2 separate regions of the Mus musculus genome follow, and region 2 is linked to region 1. The links are chromatin contacts, called in public HiChIP or PLAC-seq maps. All regions are on one chromosome and are shown on one strand. The core of a region is the stretch at or near the end of the contact, and the rest is flanking DNA. Distances in the headings are between cores, read along the strand shown. Region 1 overlaps Gm40925 (a long non-coding RNA gene). Region 2 overlaps Hivep1 (human immunodeficiency virus type I enhancer binding protein 1).

Region 1 (7,911 bases), core at 1,827-4,326:
GCTAGAAGGAAACCCACGCACCAGCCATGTCCAGGTCTTTTTGAGTGGGTACACTGCATTTTGCTCTGTCAAAGACCTGGAGATCACACTCCAACTTCTTCAGCCTTTACAGGAGGACTCACCCCAGCCACTCTCCAGGAGACTTCCAGGCTTCCAGCCTTGGAATGGGTCAGTATTGATAATTGACCCCTCCTATTCTGGGTCTTCTAGTCTTAGGTGCTAAATAGTTACTGATTCTCCTGCCTCTCGGGGTAGCCATCATGGGAGTACCCATCCTCTGATCTTGTGAGCCAATCTGATAAATCCCTTCTTATAATTACATATAATCTATTAGCTCTTCTCCTCTGGAGACTCCTGACTGATACAAGTACCATTGATCTCTGTAAGAAGAGAGAAACTAAATAGGATCAATGCCAGAGTGAGGAAGACAAAAGAAAAACTCTTGGGGTTTCGGAGGGAGCTGGAACTACCAACCATGTTCTTGGTGGAAGCAGCCCATGAACGAATGTCATAATCACTTTCCTAAGAAGAAATAACCATTAAGCATTGACCTGCTTATACAGCTGTTCTGGGAGCTGAAGCAAACGATTCAAAGTGCTTTCTCCTGCCTTCCTACCTCTTGGGGACTTGTAATCATCTAATCAATCATTTTTGAGTGCTGTGCACTTACAGTATCTTGGAAGCCAGCGAGATCCATGACTATCTAGTGAGTCTCTCTATCAGAGTGAGGTCACGTAAGAAGTTTTAACAGCTCGATACATCTGAGTCATTCTCTACCTTCTCAAACGCTGATTATACCATAGGCTAGACATGGAACTAGGTCCTGGGGTGGGGGGGTGGGGGGTAGCCAGAGTCACCTAATTTTTACCCAGCAGGTTGATTGATGGTTAGTTACCCTGAGCTACTGCACCAAAATTTAGTATATTAAGAGGTTTAGATGATAGGAACATCTTTCCTCCGTTTTTGAAGTTAGCAGTCTGAGATGAAGGGACGGGTGGGCTTTGTTTCTCCTGAGATGTCTCTGATTTGAAGATGGCTGACTTATCCCTGTGCCTTCACACACCCTTCTCTCTGTACATGTTTGTCTGCAAACATCCTCCTGATTCTATTGTGTGAAGACCTATCCATGGGACATTACAGGGTTATCTAACTTCTTAAAGATCTCATCTCTAAAATTTAGTTATGCTCTTAGGTACTAAGTGGGGTAGGTAGGGCTTCAACAAATCAGTTGAGAGGATGTGATTCAGCTCAGGATTTTGTGCCCATTGTCTGTCTCTTGACATTTATGGACAGAGTTAGAAGTGTGTGTGTATGTGTATGTGTGTGTGTGTGTGTGTGTGTGTGTGTGTGTGATATATTTGCTAACACAATGGGTTATGATATCTATCTACCATCTATTTATCTATCTATCTATCTCTCTATCTCTATCTATCTATCATTTATCTATCATCTACCTCTATCTATCTATCTATCTATCTATCTATCTATCTATCTATCTAGATGTCTAGCTATCATCCCTCTATGCACAGACAGACAGACATAATGAATGGGTTGGTGTAGAGAACACGTGTATGAAAGGGACAAGCTGTGGACATCTGGTAAATCGTACAGCTGCCTCCTTGCCTCCCTCTAGTACACCAGACACATAGGAAGGGGCTGCTCACTTCTTCTCAGGGACTGAGAGTTCCCCATCTCTGACCAGCCCCCAGGTAGAGCCCTTCCCGAACCCATCACAGACATGCTTCATCCATACTTGCTCTTTTTCAGGTAACATTTTTCTGTTATTCATTATGGGGAAAAAATCTCAAAGGCAGCTGGAAGAGCCAGTTCTCACAGACGTTTCCAGTTCTCATTAGCTTGACCACAAAGTCTTTCTCTGAGAACTCTCGTGGGCTCTACTCGAGGACCCAGATCTTTCTTTGATTTCATTATCCCTGCTGAACTCACTGGACCTAAACCTGGGGACAATTTAGGAATTTTTCCCTGAATGAAACGCACCTCTTTCCTAATCATGGTTTCTAGGCTCAATTCTTTCATATATAAAGGATTTTTGAGACTGCTTACTTCTTTGGGACATTCTTCAACCTCTACGTAGCTCTCTAATGCTTTCCTAGAGTCCTTAGCCTGGGCGGGTGACATAGAGTCCAAGATCAAATTTGTGGTTCCGTGACTCAGATAAATATTGATCCAACGTCATTTTTTTCTAAAGCTCAATTGTTCAAGATGATTCCAACCCTAAATAGAACGCAGCTGGTCCTGAGTACACCTCTGCTTGTGGACAGCTGGGCAGCACGCCGTGGCGGCCATGCAGACACTGGGAATGTTTGTTTTGGGGGGATAAGTCCCAGGGGCTTACTACATCTTTTTTTCTTCATTTTCAGATTCCAATATTCAGGCTGGAATTGCTGACAAAAGAGATCTTGTTCCAGGAAAGTTGGCAATGGTATTTAACAATATTTAACAATCAGACAATGGACTGTTGACATTTAAGCCAAATGGTAAAACGTTGAAAGACCCCATGGTAGAGTTTAATAAGTCACTTGGCCCTGGCGGTCAAGCCTGGGACACTGTGTAAACTCAGGCTTCGTGTTAACACTCACTTTTTTTTTTCTCAAAACTGTTTTACAATTTGCTTACTTAAGAGTTATTTCCTTGTTAAGGGTGCCCTGGTGTGAACACGCTTGGTTTTGTTAAGCTTGGGCTAAGGTTTCTCCTTCTTCTATTTTAATTATGACAAAATCATATTTTAATTAAAAATACATTTGAAAGAAAAATAAAGGCTAACTCTCCTGGAACAGACTGAGATGAAATCTCAGTGGGGGAGAAGTTGGACTCACTATGGAGACACAATCCGGCCTCAGGGGACCCCAGGGGAATGGTACTTCAGGTTTGTCTGAGTTGGAGCAAGGGAACCAGGCACGGATGTATGTGCTGCACTGACCAGCTAGTGGGTGTGTGCTCATTAGCAAAGGGAATTCTCAGGGGAAACTGACAGCTTTGGGCAGTCAATCCTTCACCTGTGGATGGTGACTGAGAGGTTTATAGACGTGACTATGAATGGCAAAATGTCATTGTCCGTTCCTGCCCGTGCAGGATTGCTCTAAGCGCCCTGTAGACACTGTGCACCTGCGCAATCTGTCAGTGGCCAAGCCCTTGTGTAAAATTGACCTTGCTCTTATATATAACATAGATACATGATCCTATGCACTTTTCAAATTTATTTTATTTTATTGAAAACATTTTTTTCCTTACACAACATATCCTGACTACAGCTTTCTCTCCCTGTATTTGTCTCCTCTTGTTCCTCGCCCCTCCTCATCCAGACCTGTTCCCTTTATGTCTTCCCTTAGAAAACAAACAGGCTTCTAAGGGATAAAAACGAAACAATATATGACAGACTATAATGAAACAAAACAAAATACATCAGAATAGAAGAAACAGAAGGAGAAGAGCCCAAGAAAAGGCACAACCAACAGACACAGAGATTCCTTCCTTCCCACACTCAGGAGTCCCATAAAAACACAAAACTGGAAGCCATAATACAGAAGCAAAGAACCATGTTTGTGTGTGTGTGTCTGTGTGTCTGTGTGTGTGTGTGTGTGTGAGAGAGAGAGAGAGAGAGAGAGAGAGAAATTTTTTAAAAGAAAAATGCCTGACATGCCATTATGAGACCAGGAACTTCCAAACACTCCACCAAGTCTATTTTCTGTCGGCCATCTGCTACTGGGCACGAGGCCCACACTTAAGAGTAGTTTGTTTCCCTAGTAAGACTCCTTTGGAGGAAACTAAAATTTCACTTGCAAGTGCTTATCAATGGGAGAAAGTGTCAGCGCTGGAGATAAGGCCGGGTGTCCACGTCTCTTTTCAGCTCTAGGAATCCATAGGTTGCTCACCCATGCAAGCCCAGTGCACGCTGCCTCCATCCTCGTGAGTTCATATGGGCAGCACCTATGACGCCCAACAAAGCTCTGTTGTACTCAGAAGAGCTTGTTTCCATGGTATCCTCCATCCTCTTTGGTTCTTACGCTCTCTCCAACTCCTCTTCCACAGGCATCACTGAACCCAGAGGGGAGGGATTTGACGGAGACCTTCCATTTAAAGCTAAGTGTTCCAAGGTCTCACGCTTTGCATGTTGCCTGGCTGTGGGTCTCTATATTTGGTCACACCTGCTGCAAGAGGAAGCTTCCTTGAAGATGAGACTGAGGCACTGATCTCTGAGTACCACAGAATGTCATTATGAGTCATCTTATCTCTATCTTCCTTTCGTGAAACAGCAGCCTTTGGCTTTACCCTAGGTCCCCAGGACATCTAGTATCAGGTTCTTGGTTACCCAAGCAGCATTGGGGTGTGTGCTCCATCTCATGGAGTGGGTCTTGTTTAAATCAGATATTGACTGGTTACTTGCACATGCTATGTGCCGCCATTGCACTTGTATAGGATGACAAACACCACTGTAGATCAAAGGGGTTTTAGCTGGGTTGGTGTTTCTGTTTCTCCTTTGGGAGCGTACAGAGAGCTGTTGGACACTAAGAGAACTAATCCAGAGTGGTGAAGGTTCTATGTAGGCACCAGCTCAGCCTCTCTGTGTTCAGTGGGTTGTGTAGGCGTCGTCTTCAGCAATGGAGCCTTGCCATCAGTCTGTGGAGAGCAACCTAGAGTCTGGGCAACAGTCTGCACTGTTTAGGGATTTCCACGGGACCACTTTGGCCAACAAGTCAACTAGATGTAACCGATGGCGGTTCTGGAAGTTTCATTTGGGGACAAGAGATGGCCAGTTGAACTCTGTCTCCCTTGTTACTTGGAGATTTCATTTAGATCGCCTACATATAAATATACTTTCGAAAGCGTCTACAGTATTAGGTTTCCATGCTACCCCTCGCGTGACTCTTAATTTTAACACTCTCTCCCCATACTCCCTCCCCTTCCCCACTTACCCTTCGAATTCCAGGCACACACAGCCTTGTCCATCCATAACTATTCTATTTATCATCCCTAGAGGGAGCTATTTGTTCCTCCTAGCCTCTTACTCTGTACCTAACATCTGTGGTTCTGTGACTTGTAGCTTGCTTACTGTTGACTTAACAGCTAATGTCCACATAGAAGTGAATACTTTTATAAAATAAAAAGTAAGTTGTTTGTTTGTTTGTTTGTTTGTTTTAAATCTGGGACTGGAGAGATGCTCTATGACAGAGTCCTAGCTGCTCTTGCAGAGGACTTGGTTTGTTTTTTGGCACTCACCTGGAAGCTGGTAATCTTCTATAGCTCTAGTTCCAGAGCTAGGCATCTGGGCAGAACTACACCCCCATAGCTTCCTTCCCTGTTACATACAACCTTCAGTGCTGCCTAAGAGCAGGCTATCTGGGCTGGGGAGTCAAGGCAGACCTACACAGAGATCTTGAGTCTAGCTTGATTTTGTTTGTTGTTGTTTGTTGTTGTGGACCCCGAAGAGAGCACCTGCTACCCACACAGGACATGCCTCTCCAGAAAGTCTAGCCCAGACGGAGCACAGCAGACTGGGGTAGTCTCCCTCCTACCCAAGAAACAGCTCTGCCAGGGAACCAGTTAGTCACTATGTAATGGTAGAGAATCTATTGTTTGCTGATGAGATACCAATCACTAACAATCATATGACTAGCATCATTTTCTCTGACTCTTAAACCTTCCTAAATTGGAGTGCCCAAAGTTATGCTAAGCCATACCAGAAAGCTGGTAAAAAATGGAAAGCAAGACTCTTTCCACAGAGAGCTAAACTTCACATAGAGAAAATATACATCTGGCCTGCTCACTTCCAATAGAGACCCTGCCTAAAATGACCTTCTAGCCAATTACTGTCCATGCCTTGGCCTTGGCCTTGGCAGGTGTCAGGTTAACCTGTTTCCACATTCACTGCAATCCATGATTGTCTACCTGTATATAGTGATATTATCTCTCAATACTCAGAACAGGGAAAATTCCATTGTAAATAACCTGTGACAACCTACCTTAATCCTATGGTGTCTCTATCAGACTGCAGGCCTGCTAGCCTATTTCGGGCACCACCAACACATCCTATTTTTATTTTCATAAAATTGGAATTACCCCTCCTCTGTAGGACCTTTGCAAGGATTTGATGAAACAATTGCCTTTAAGTGGAGGGCTTAGCCCATGGGTAGCTCTCGATGTGGCACAATCAATAATGGAATTAAGAGTTCTGTTTCAGATAATTACAATAAAGAACTTTCAGCATGCCCAAGAAGGGGATAAGCAGTAGAGGGCTACCTGGGGGAATTTCTGAATTGAGGGAGATTTTCCTGACAGAGCCACAAACTTGGCTTGCCTGTTTTAGAGGTTGCTGGCTGTAGGAAGACATGGACATGCATGCGGGCCTCTCGGCCGTTCACTTATTTATTATTAAATCTACGCATCTATGTATTTATGAGTTTCTGTGTACATAAGGAGGTCAGAAGACAACTGGTAGGAGCTGCATTTCTTCTCTACCACAAGGTTCCAAAGATTTATTGCAGGATTGACAGGCTTGGCAGCAAGCACCTTTCCCTGAAGGCATCTTGCAACCCATTGTTTTATCTCAGGGTGTTACCATTTGAATTCGGGAGGGGGCATTTCTCTCTTTTCCATTTTCCTGGAAACTAAGCTGCAGAATGCGTTGAACACAGTTCACGATCTTCTCCCTCCTCAGCCTCCCTTGGCACTTCCTGGGGTGGGGTGACCTCTGAAACCCCCTTTCTCTTAGAGAAAAGGTAAGGAGAACCACCCTCTCTAGTCTGGAGATGTGGAATGCCAGTCTCCTGGCCGACGGAGGTATCAAGATGTCTGGAACCCTGACCAAAGTAAACGAATCTGAGGGCAGCTCAGACAAGTACAGACAGAGTCGTGCTGCAGACAGATGCTGACCTGCCCTCGGACAGAGCCATCAGTGACGACGGGGTCTCTCGCTGGCTCATGCCCCCACACACAGCTCTAACCCTGAGCAAGCAGATCTGTAGCCAGGCGAGAACCTGTCTGGACTTGGAGGTGTTGAAGCTGATGTGGAAGACTTTGCTTTTGAACCGGCCTCGCCTTTGGCTATGCTGATGATTCTGGTGTATCTGTGCCTTTAGGTCAAAGGTAGTCCATCCCTACCCCCAACCAATGCTCCTGCAAATTCAATCAACTGTGGATTAAAAGAATATGGAAAACAGCCACCTCTGGACTAAACATATACAGAATGGTATTTTTCATCATTACTTGCTCAACAAGACTGTTTTTTTATTTAAAAAAAAGATTGATTTATTTATTTTATGAGTACACTCTAGCTGTCTTCAGACACACCAGAAGAGGGTGTTCGATCCCATTACAGATGGTTGTGAGCTACCATGTGGCTGCTGGGATTTGAACTCAGGACCTCTGGAAGAGCATCCAGTTCTCTTAACCACTGAGCCATCTCTCCAGCCCCTAAACAACACTTTTGGACAACAGTTTGCACACCATGTAGAGTGTGTTACAATGAGTCATCTAGAGAGAACTTAAGTATGCGAGAGGCTACGGATACGGTATATGCAAACACGATGCCATTTCATACAAGGCAATTCAGCTTCCCCACATTTGGGCATGGTCAGGTGTGTGCGTGGGGCCTTAGAACCAAATCCATGCAGCTACTGAGGCACACACGTACATGGTTATGAACAATGAAGCTGAGGGCAGTTTAGTCAAAGCCTAAATTTGTATCTTCATAAGAAACAAGGATGGAAAGACAAGATGGCTCATTATCCCAGCTGCAGCAATGGCAGCTGAGCCCCCCAAGCATCCTTGACTGGTCTGGGCAGCCGAATGGGGTATATGAATTAATAATTAGAGCATCTCATTGCTTCCTTTGGTCCATCCCTCCATTATTTTTCCTACTAGCACCTATTCATTGCCCACTGTGTGCCAGGC
Region 2 (7,911 bases), core at 1,700-4,199, 410 kb after region 1:
TCCTCAGTGCCTCAGTGTTGACTGCCCTCCTCCTCAGTGCCCCAGTGCTGGCTGCCCTCCTCCTCAGTGCCTCAGTGCTGGCTGCCCTCCTCCTCAGTGCTCCAGTGCTGACTGCCCACCTCCTCAGTGCTCCAGTGCTGGCTGCCCTCCTCCTCAGTGCTCCAGTGCTGGCTGCCCTCCTCCTCAGTGCCCCAGTGCTGGCTGCCCTCCTCCTCAGTGCTCCAGTGCTGGCTGCCCTCCTCCTCAGTGCCCCAGTGCTGGCTGCCCTCCTCCTCAGTGCCTCAGTGCTGGCTGCCCCCCTCCTCCTCAGTGCCCCAGTGCTGGCTGCCCTCCTCCTCAGTGCCTCAGTGCTGGCTGCCCTCCTCCTCAGTGCTCCAGTGCTGACTGCCCACCTCCTCAGTGCTCCAGTGCTGGCTGCCCTCCTCCTCAGTGCTCCAGTGCTGGCTGCCCTCCTCCTCAGTGCCCCAGTGCTGGCTGCCCTCCTCCTCAGTGCTCCAGTGCTGACTGCCCACCTCCTCAGTGCTCCAGTGCTGGCTGCCCTCCTCCTCAGTGCTCCAGTGCTGGCTGCCCTCCTCCTCAGTGCCCCAGTGCTGGCTGCCCTCCTCCTCAGTGCTCCAGTGCTGGCTGCCCTCCTCCTCAGTGCCCCAGTGCTGGCTGCCCTCCTCCTCAGTGCCCCAGTGCTGGCTGCCCTCCTCCTCAGTGCTCCAGTGCTGGCTGCCCTCCTCCTCAGTGCTCCAGTGCTGGCTGCCCTCCTCCTCAGTGCTCCAGTGCTGACTGCCCTCCTCCTCAGTGCTCCAGTGCTGACTGCCCTCCTCCTCAGTGCTCCAGTGCTGGCTGCCCTCCTCCTCAGTGCTCCAGTGCTGGCTGCCCTCCTCCTCCTCAGTGCTCCAGTGCTGGCTGCCCACCTCCTCAGTGCTCCAGTGCTGGCTGCCCTCCTCCTCAGTGCCCCAGTGGTCTGACTGCCCTCCTCCTCTGTGCTCCAGTGGTCTGACTGCCCTCCTCCTCTGTGCTCCAGTGGTCTGACTGCCCTCCTCCTCAGTGCCTCAGTGTTGACTGCCCTCCTCCTCAGTGCCCCAGTGGTCTGACTGCCCTCCTCCTCAGTGCCCCAGTGGTCTGACTGCCCTCCTCCTCTGTGCTCCAGTGGTCTGACTGCCCTCCTCCTCTGTGCTCCAGTGGTCTGACTGCCCTCCTCCTCTGTGCTCCAGTGGTCTGACTGCCCTCCTCCTCAGTGCCTCAGTGTTGACTGCCCTCCTCCTCAGTGCCCCAGTGCTGGCTGCCCTCCTCCTCAGTGCTCCAGTGCTGGCTGCCCTCCTCCTCAGTGCCCCAGTGGTCTGACTGCCCTCCTTCTCTGTGCTCCAGTGGTCTGGCTACCCACCTCCTCAGTGCTCCAGTGCTGATTGCCCGCCTCCTCAGTGCTGGGGTTGCAAGCCTGTGCCTCTGTATCTGGGTTTGTTATGTGCATTCTAGGACTAGAACCCACTCCCCATGCTTGTAAGGCAAGGCCACTGACTTATCTCTCCATCTCTTTATTACTACTTTGATGCCTTTCTTTTGCAGGACAGGGTCTTCACATTGTACTTACTGAGGCACAGCATGCCCACACTCTTAGTTTTAGGAAACACAACTCTTTCCTCCCTCTCATCCTCCCTCCTTCCCTCCCTGTTTTCCTGTGTGTGAATGCAGACATGTCATGACATGTATGTTGAGGTCACAGAACTCTGGGTGTCATTGTCATGTCACCTACCTTGCTTGACACAGAGCCACTTTGATACTCAATGTATGCCAGGCTAGCTTGGCCTGCAAACTTTCAGGGACTCTTCCTCCCACCTCAGTATAGGAGCACTGCCATCTAAGTGCATGTTAGCATCCCTGGCTTTCAGTGGGCCCTGGGGATTTGTGCTCACGTCTCCACACACGAGTGGGAAACACTTTATTCTCGGAGCCACTTCCCAGTCCACAGCTAGTGTCCTTGCTTCTTTTCTCCCATTTTTTATTCTTTGAGAACTTTGTACGATGTGTTTTGATCATGGTTACCTCCCTCCATCCTCCCAACTCCTCTGGACCCACCACCTTCCCTACCCACTCGCACCCAGTCCTGTAGTCCGTGAGATGAGCCGCTGTTAGTGGCAGCTCTTTCTCTTTACCTGAGCCTTACAGTTTTATGTTGTGTGAGGTAAAAGACGGTGTCTCGCTCGTATTTGCCTTTAGCTGGGAATGACCTGTGCCCGCCAGCTGCTTCCCCATGAAGGGGGTTCCCATGGTTGGGCTTTATACATTTTCCGCCATATTCACCCGGTGCCTCACCCAGGCTGCACTCAGATTGCGTTCATGGAGCGTTTTTATTATACAGAAGGTATACCTATATCACCTGTGTGTCTGTATCCGTATATGGGGGGGGGGGGTATTTTCTTGTCCTAATCATGCAACTACCTACGTACTCTTAAAGCTTCTAATTTGTTCCTTTTAGTTTTTCTCTTATTACATATTTTAAAACATCTAGTTCACTCCGCATGAGGTCCTGTTGGTGCATTGTTGGGCCAGGGTTACCACAGGAGTCTCTTAGTGAGCATTAAATTCCAAAAGGGATAGATGTGGCTTATCTACTTACACATCTCTTAATCTTTCCTTTAAATCTGCTTTTTGATTCCCAAGGTTCTAGTTTTGCCGACTGTCTTTACAGCTGATCACCTGGGCAGATGCATGTGGGATGCTCCTGTGTGTGCCCAAGTGTTCGCGTGTGACCGTGCTTCCCACTCGTGTGTGTGCACAAGTGTGCTCGTGTGACAGTGCTTCTCATTTCCTGGTGGGTCTCAGTTCCATGAATGGCTTCTCACTGAACCGTGCTGCTTACTGGGCCATGAATTGCACTCTGGATGTGTTTTTGAGAGAGTGTCCTAGGCTTCCTGGAATTTCTGGTGACTCTGTATTTGTTCCTGAATGCCAGTGCCAATGTAGTGTTTATTTTAACCAGAAATTCCCAGAGCATTGCTTGTCACAGTAACCTGTGGGGCAGGCAGGTCCCAGGGCTGCCAGAAGGGGAGCAAGGATGAGAACACAGGGCAGGGCAGGTGTATTCAGGGACACTGGAGTATCCAACAGCTTTAAGCAGTTATTTCCTGTGTTCCACGGGAGTCAGTGAGTACTGTGTCTGATGCACATGCTGTGTGTCACCTTAAAGTGGCACCATTAAAAGCCCCTGTGAAGGCACCATTGAAGTGAGTGGTAGCCAGGGAAAGCGGGACTTTAGCTTTATGAATGAGAATACTTTATAATGAGTATTATCTTGAGCAAATTTATGTGCTTAATAAGCTGACCAATTGTATGATTTTTTTTAAAGAAAAATTTTCTAATTTGTAAATAAAAACGTTAGCTGAATTTTACAAGAGTAGCATTGTGATTAGGGATGTGGAGAGCACAGAGGTGTCACATCCCTGGGGAGCTTTGCCATTGTCCCCATCCTGGAAGTCTGCAGTCAGGACCGAGGACGTCCTCTGCTTGCTACTAGTGTCACTTTGGAACTCGCCTGCTTCCTTTACCTCTGAGCCTTCCCAGAAGCCATGTCTACTCTGCTGCCTTAGAGGCTTCTGTTTATTTCCTGATTCACAGGCTTCTGAGGCTACTGTGGTGAGCTGCTGAGAGCAACAGACTAACGGGGTCAGCCGAGTGGTGAGGGGCGGTGTGGAGCTTGGCTCTGCCCCTAGCTCTGGTCTTAGGCAGTTTATTTGCACACTACTTGATGAGAAAACTGTTTGTCCTAGTGAGTATGTGGACCCGAGTAGATCCATAATCATGGAAGCAGCACGTGGCACCTGCATCTTGGAAGGACCAAGAGATTGCTGATAGTGTGGAGAGCCAGGATACTGTGTTCCACCCAAAGTGATTGGTAGCTTTGGAAATATCCGGTTAAGCAGAGAGAATATGGAAATTTGAGTTTTCTGTTGACATGTCAGAGCAAATGGTTGTGTTCGTATGTTCTATTTAACAGTTCATGGGCTGAGTGTGTTCTTATGGGTGCTGACAGGGTGGAGGGCTGGCCAAGAGCTACTCGGACCCCAGTGGAGCACAATAAGGATGGTGGTACCTGAAACTGAGCAGCACGCTCCGCCTGGAGCAGGCCATTGATTTCTACAGTAAATTTATGTTGTGTAAAGCCATGGTAATGAAGGGTACCCATCTGTGGTAAGGGAATCTTGGCTAGCAGTGATTAGCGAGGAGAGATTGTTAGCTTGGCCATAGCACATAAACACCTTTTTATAACACATCTCAAACCTGATTTATTAACAATTAAAACCATGTTATAACTTCAACACTTTATGCCTGTTAAAATGCTCTCTACCACAATTGTGCTGGTGCCAACATGCCTAGTAAAAGTGTGTTCGTATTTCCAAATGCTGGTCGTTGCCTTCCACATTTATCTATTTGAAACTGAGCATGTAATTTGTTTTTTTTTTTTGTTGTTGTTGTTGTTGTTTTGGATTTTTTTTTTGTCCTTAAAGTTTCTTTTTATGAAGAAATATGACTTTTGGCTGGATATTGTGCATCTTTTATGTAGCATCCCTCCCTAGCAGTTACCAGAGGGAGCATTTCAGAGATCTCAATTATTCTGGAGGCTCATCCTCCCCTCCCATTTAAGCCTTCTGTCCGCATCCTGTGGCGTGTTGGTCCCTACTGTAAGGTAGGTGTTGGAAGCTTTAGGCCTCAGTCAGTGGCTGACAGAACACTGGAAGAGTAGTGTTCTTGCTGTTGGGTCTCCAGAGCCTACACTTGTTTCTGCTGCACTGAGCAAGCTGGGGACACAACATGTAGACCTTGGCCATACTTTATAAATCAGTAAGATGACATCGTTTGGGAGGCCTACAAGGTGTAGGTAATACAATTTTTTTAGTCTAGGTGCTGAAGTGTAGCCCTTACAGCTGCAGGCCAGCACACAGATACGTTGCCAGGTTGTGGCAGAGCAATCAGAGGTTACGTGCTTTCCCAGCAGGTGCAATGGTGGCTTTGGAAGGCATCCTTGAGTACATGGAAGAAACTGATGTAGCTGAATGCTTAACTTTATGACAAACTCCATGCTGGGTGTGTCTCAGGTGCTGCTACCTGGCAGTCCTTAGCGTGCTGGGAGGTCAGAGTGGCCCTTGGTAGCCTGTCAACTTGTTCCAGCTTCCATGGCCACAGTGCTTACTCAGGAGCATGGCTTGTGACACACGCACCTCATGGCACTCACTTAGGCCACCTTCATTGGGTGTGGTGGCTGAGGGAAGGGTGCTTCCCTTTGTTTATACCTTGAAGTGCTGGAGGCCCCATTGCCAAGGCCTGGGTTGCTGCAGATGGCCAGATGGGAATGTCCTCTGCATCCTTGGTTCTTAGCAGTCCAGAAGAGCTTCTCTACCAGTCTGGAAAGAACATCAGTGTGGTGTGGTGCTCCTGGCAAATGTCCATCTAGAGCAGCGGCCTCTTCCTTTTACAAGGAAGCAGCACCTACTACTGAGCCAGCCTGGAGACCCGAGTTGTTACGTGACCCGTGTGCTTGACTCACTGATGTATATAGCAGTTGGGCTGCTGCTCCACAGTTTAAAATAACCGCTCTGACATTTTTGCCCTTAGACATCTTTAAGCTTTCCTTTAGTTAGGCATCTCCATTTTGTTCAATTCTTGAACCTCCTTCGAAAGGTCCTGGGGACTTTATGGTAGAACAAATAGGCCTTACCGGGTTTGAGGCTGATGGTGACAGGGTCTCTTGGTGCTGTTCATGAATACAGCATGTTCCAGAGGTCTCCTGAGCTGCATTTTAGATAAAGAAAGAAAACTGCTTGAATAAAGGCCCGTGCCTCCTGGGCATCAAAGGCTCATTTAGGATGGAGAGCAGATGCTTACCTCTTCAGTAGTCCAGTTGTCTCCAAACCCATGGGCTCTGCAGTCCCTCACATGCCAGCAGCTTCCATCAGAGCTTACTTTTTTTTTTTTTATTGTTATCAGGATGTTCTTGTGATTCCTAGGATATTTATATACATGCAAAGACAACCTGTTGCTAATGGTGCCTATTTGGAAATTCGATTAAGTTCTAAGTTGCAATGTTTGCTTTTTAAATATGTCTGTGTAGGCTGGATATGGTAAGCCACACATTGTAGGTAAGACTGCCTGTAATGCCATTATTTGGCAGTCTGAGACAAGTTTAAGGGGAGCCTGGGCTATGTAGTAAGTCTCTGTCTCACTAAACCAAATAAAACTAAACTTAAAAAAAAAAAGAGTATTGTTCCGGTTCATCTGAATAGCTTTAGGGACTGCAACCAGGTATTTTTCTTTTAACATTATTTAGGAAAAGTAGTCCTCTGTGTTTGAGGAGTGACATTCACTTGCCTTGTGAGATCTTTAGCCAGCTCATTAGCGATGCTGTTCCTTGTGCATGTGTGTGCATGTGTGCGCGTGTGTGTTGTGTACATGTATGCATGTGTGTGTTTGTGAGCATGCATGCATGTGTGTGTGCATGTAATGTTGATTGTGTAGTGAGCATTCCAGCTGCTCAGTACAGTTTATCCTGTGTTAGTAATGTAAAATATAGAAAGTGTTCAGTGTGATGAGGGGCTTTAGACTGCAGAGTCTAACCAGCCCTAGGTATCCAGAGGAACAGAGCATCTGTGATGAAGGTCTATGTGTGGAAGGGGCACAGTTTATTCTCCCAGCCTAGTTAGAGTCATAGCGTGTATTTGAGCTGCAGGATATTCAGTGACATAGGCACTACTGAGTATGGTGTTGACCTGTAGGCATCTTAGGAGAATGTGGCAATGTAAGATTAATGGATTTACCTTAGGGAGCCCTGGCTTCTTTGGAATGCTTCTTTTGGGACATTTTGCTTTCTTTAGATGTCACTTATGGAGTTGGAATTTGATCTGGTTTATAGCACTGACTGAGGGTAGAAAGCCAGGAAGTTTTCAGCAGAAGCGTGCTTGGCCCTCGATGCTGCTGAACTTGTTCCCTGCTGTGCGGTAGGCTGGGCCAGGAGGCTTGGAGCCATCTGTGTTCCACCAGACCACACTACCTACCCCAAGCTCAGGGTTACTTCATCCAGCACCCTAGCAGGAGAAAACCATGGTGAGACTTCAAATTCCAGCTCTGCCTACCCTGTCAGTGTGCTACAGTGTTAAGAATTGCTACCCTCACGTGTGAATGAGGAGAGCATTGCCGTCTGCCACTTGTGGGCACTAGAAAGATTAAAGCTGTCTGTGGGGCTGGCAGGTAAAGCCTGGCACTGGTTGCCTTTGTTTCTGGGCTTATTCGGTTCTTGCTCTTCACCTGTCCCCCACCCCATAACTTCTGGTCTTACTCTCGGATTTCCATTTGCTCTGAAGAACAGTTTGTTCCTCGTGAGGCCTGGAGGGATGGGCTGACTCATTCAGTAATATATTTGAATATTTGGCCCTTACTTGTTCATCTGTGTGTTTATGTCACAACTTAATACAATTTTCAGGTTTTTTTTTTTTTAGAAATAATTAAATATTTTTATTTTATAATTCTTTAAGATATTTCTGGAGTAGAATCTAGAAAGAAAAATACTGCTAAGGAAACTAGCTTTTATATTGGGTTTCTCCCCACCAATAAGTATCCACTTAAAATTTATGGCTTATGCTGCTTTTTAGAAGTAAATTAAGTACTAACATTTAAGACAGGCTTCACTATGTAGTCTAGACTATCCTGGGACTGACTGACACTTGTGACCTGCCTGCCTCACCTGTGTAAGTCCACATCTGGCTTATTTTTAATTTTGTATTTTCTTTGTGTATGCATATATATGTATATACAAACATATAGGCTATGTTTATAGGTAAAATGTAACTGCAGTGTATGGTATCTCTCTGTGTCTCTCTCTCTCTCTCTCTCTCTCTCTCTCTCTCTCTCTCTCTCTCTGTCTCTCTCTCT

What was found. HiChIP or PLAC-seq counts read pairs in DNA pulled down with a chosen protein or histone mark.
Region 2: a contact with region 1 is called in a FOXA1 HiChIP or PLAC-seq map of pancreatic cancer cells. The contact joins two enhancer-like sites. A contact is called at or near these places in 1 of 484 Hi-C or Micro-C datasets (bone marrow-derived macrophages), 2 of 115 datasets of contacts at active chromatin or transcription factors (embryonic stem cells and pancreatic cancer cells) and 1 of 9 other capture datasets (embryonic stem cells).

The regions. Positions count from the first base shown.
Region 1 is chr13:41,678,810-41,686,720 of GRCm38.p6, forward strand. It overlaps Gm40925 (a long non-coding RNA gene), which reads left to right. Exons shown (of 6, transcript XR_873295.1): 4 at 104-168; 5 at 2,382-2,443; 6 at 4,051-5,115. Among named protein-coding and RNA genes, the nearest start is that of Gm40925, 5.7 kb to the left of the region's middle. Within about 2 kb of position 3,077, at least 13 of the 459 cell types and tissues checked have an H3K27ac peak or open chromatin away from gene starts, as enhancers often do. A contact at or near this core is called in pancreatic cancer cells, where this site is marked.
Region 2 is chr13:42,085,597-42,093,507 of GRCm38.p6, forward strand. All of the region lies in intron 2 of Hivep1 (human immunodeficiency virus type I enhancer binding protein 1), which reads left to right. Among named protein-coding and RNA genes, the nearest start is that of Hivep1, 38 kb to the left of the region's middle. Within about 2 kb of position 2,950, at least 28 of the 459 cell types and tissues checked have an H3K27ac peak or open chromatin away from gene starts, as enhancers often do. A contact at or near this core is called in pancreatic cancer cells, where this site is marked.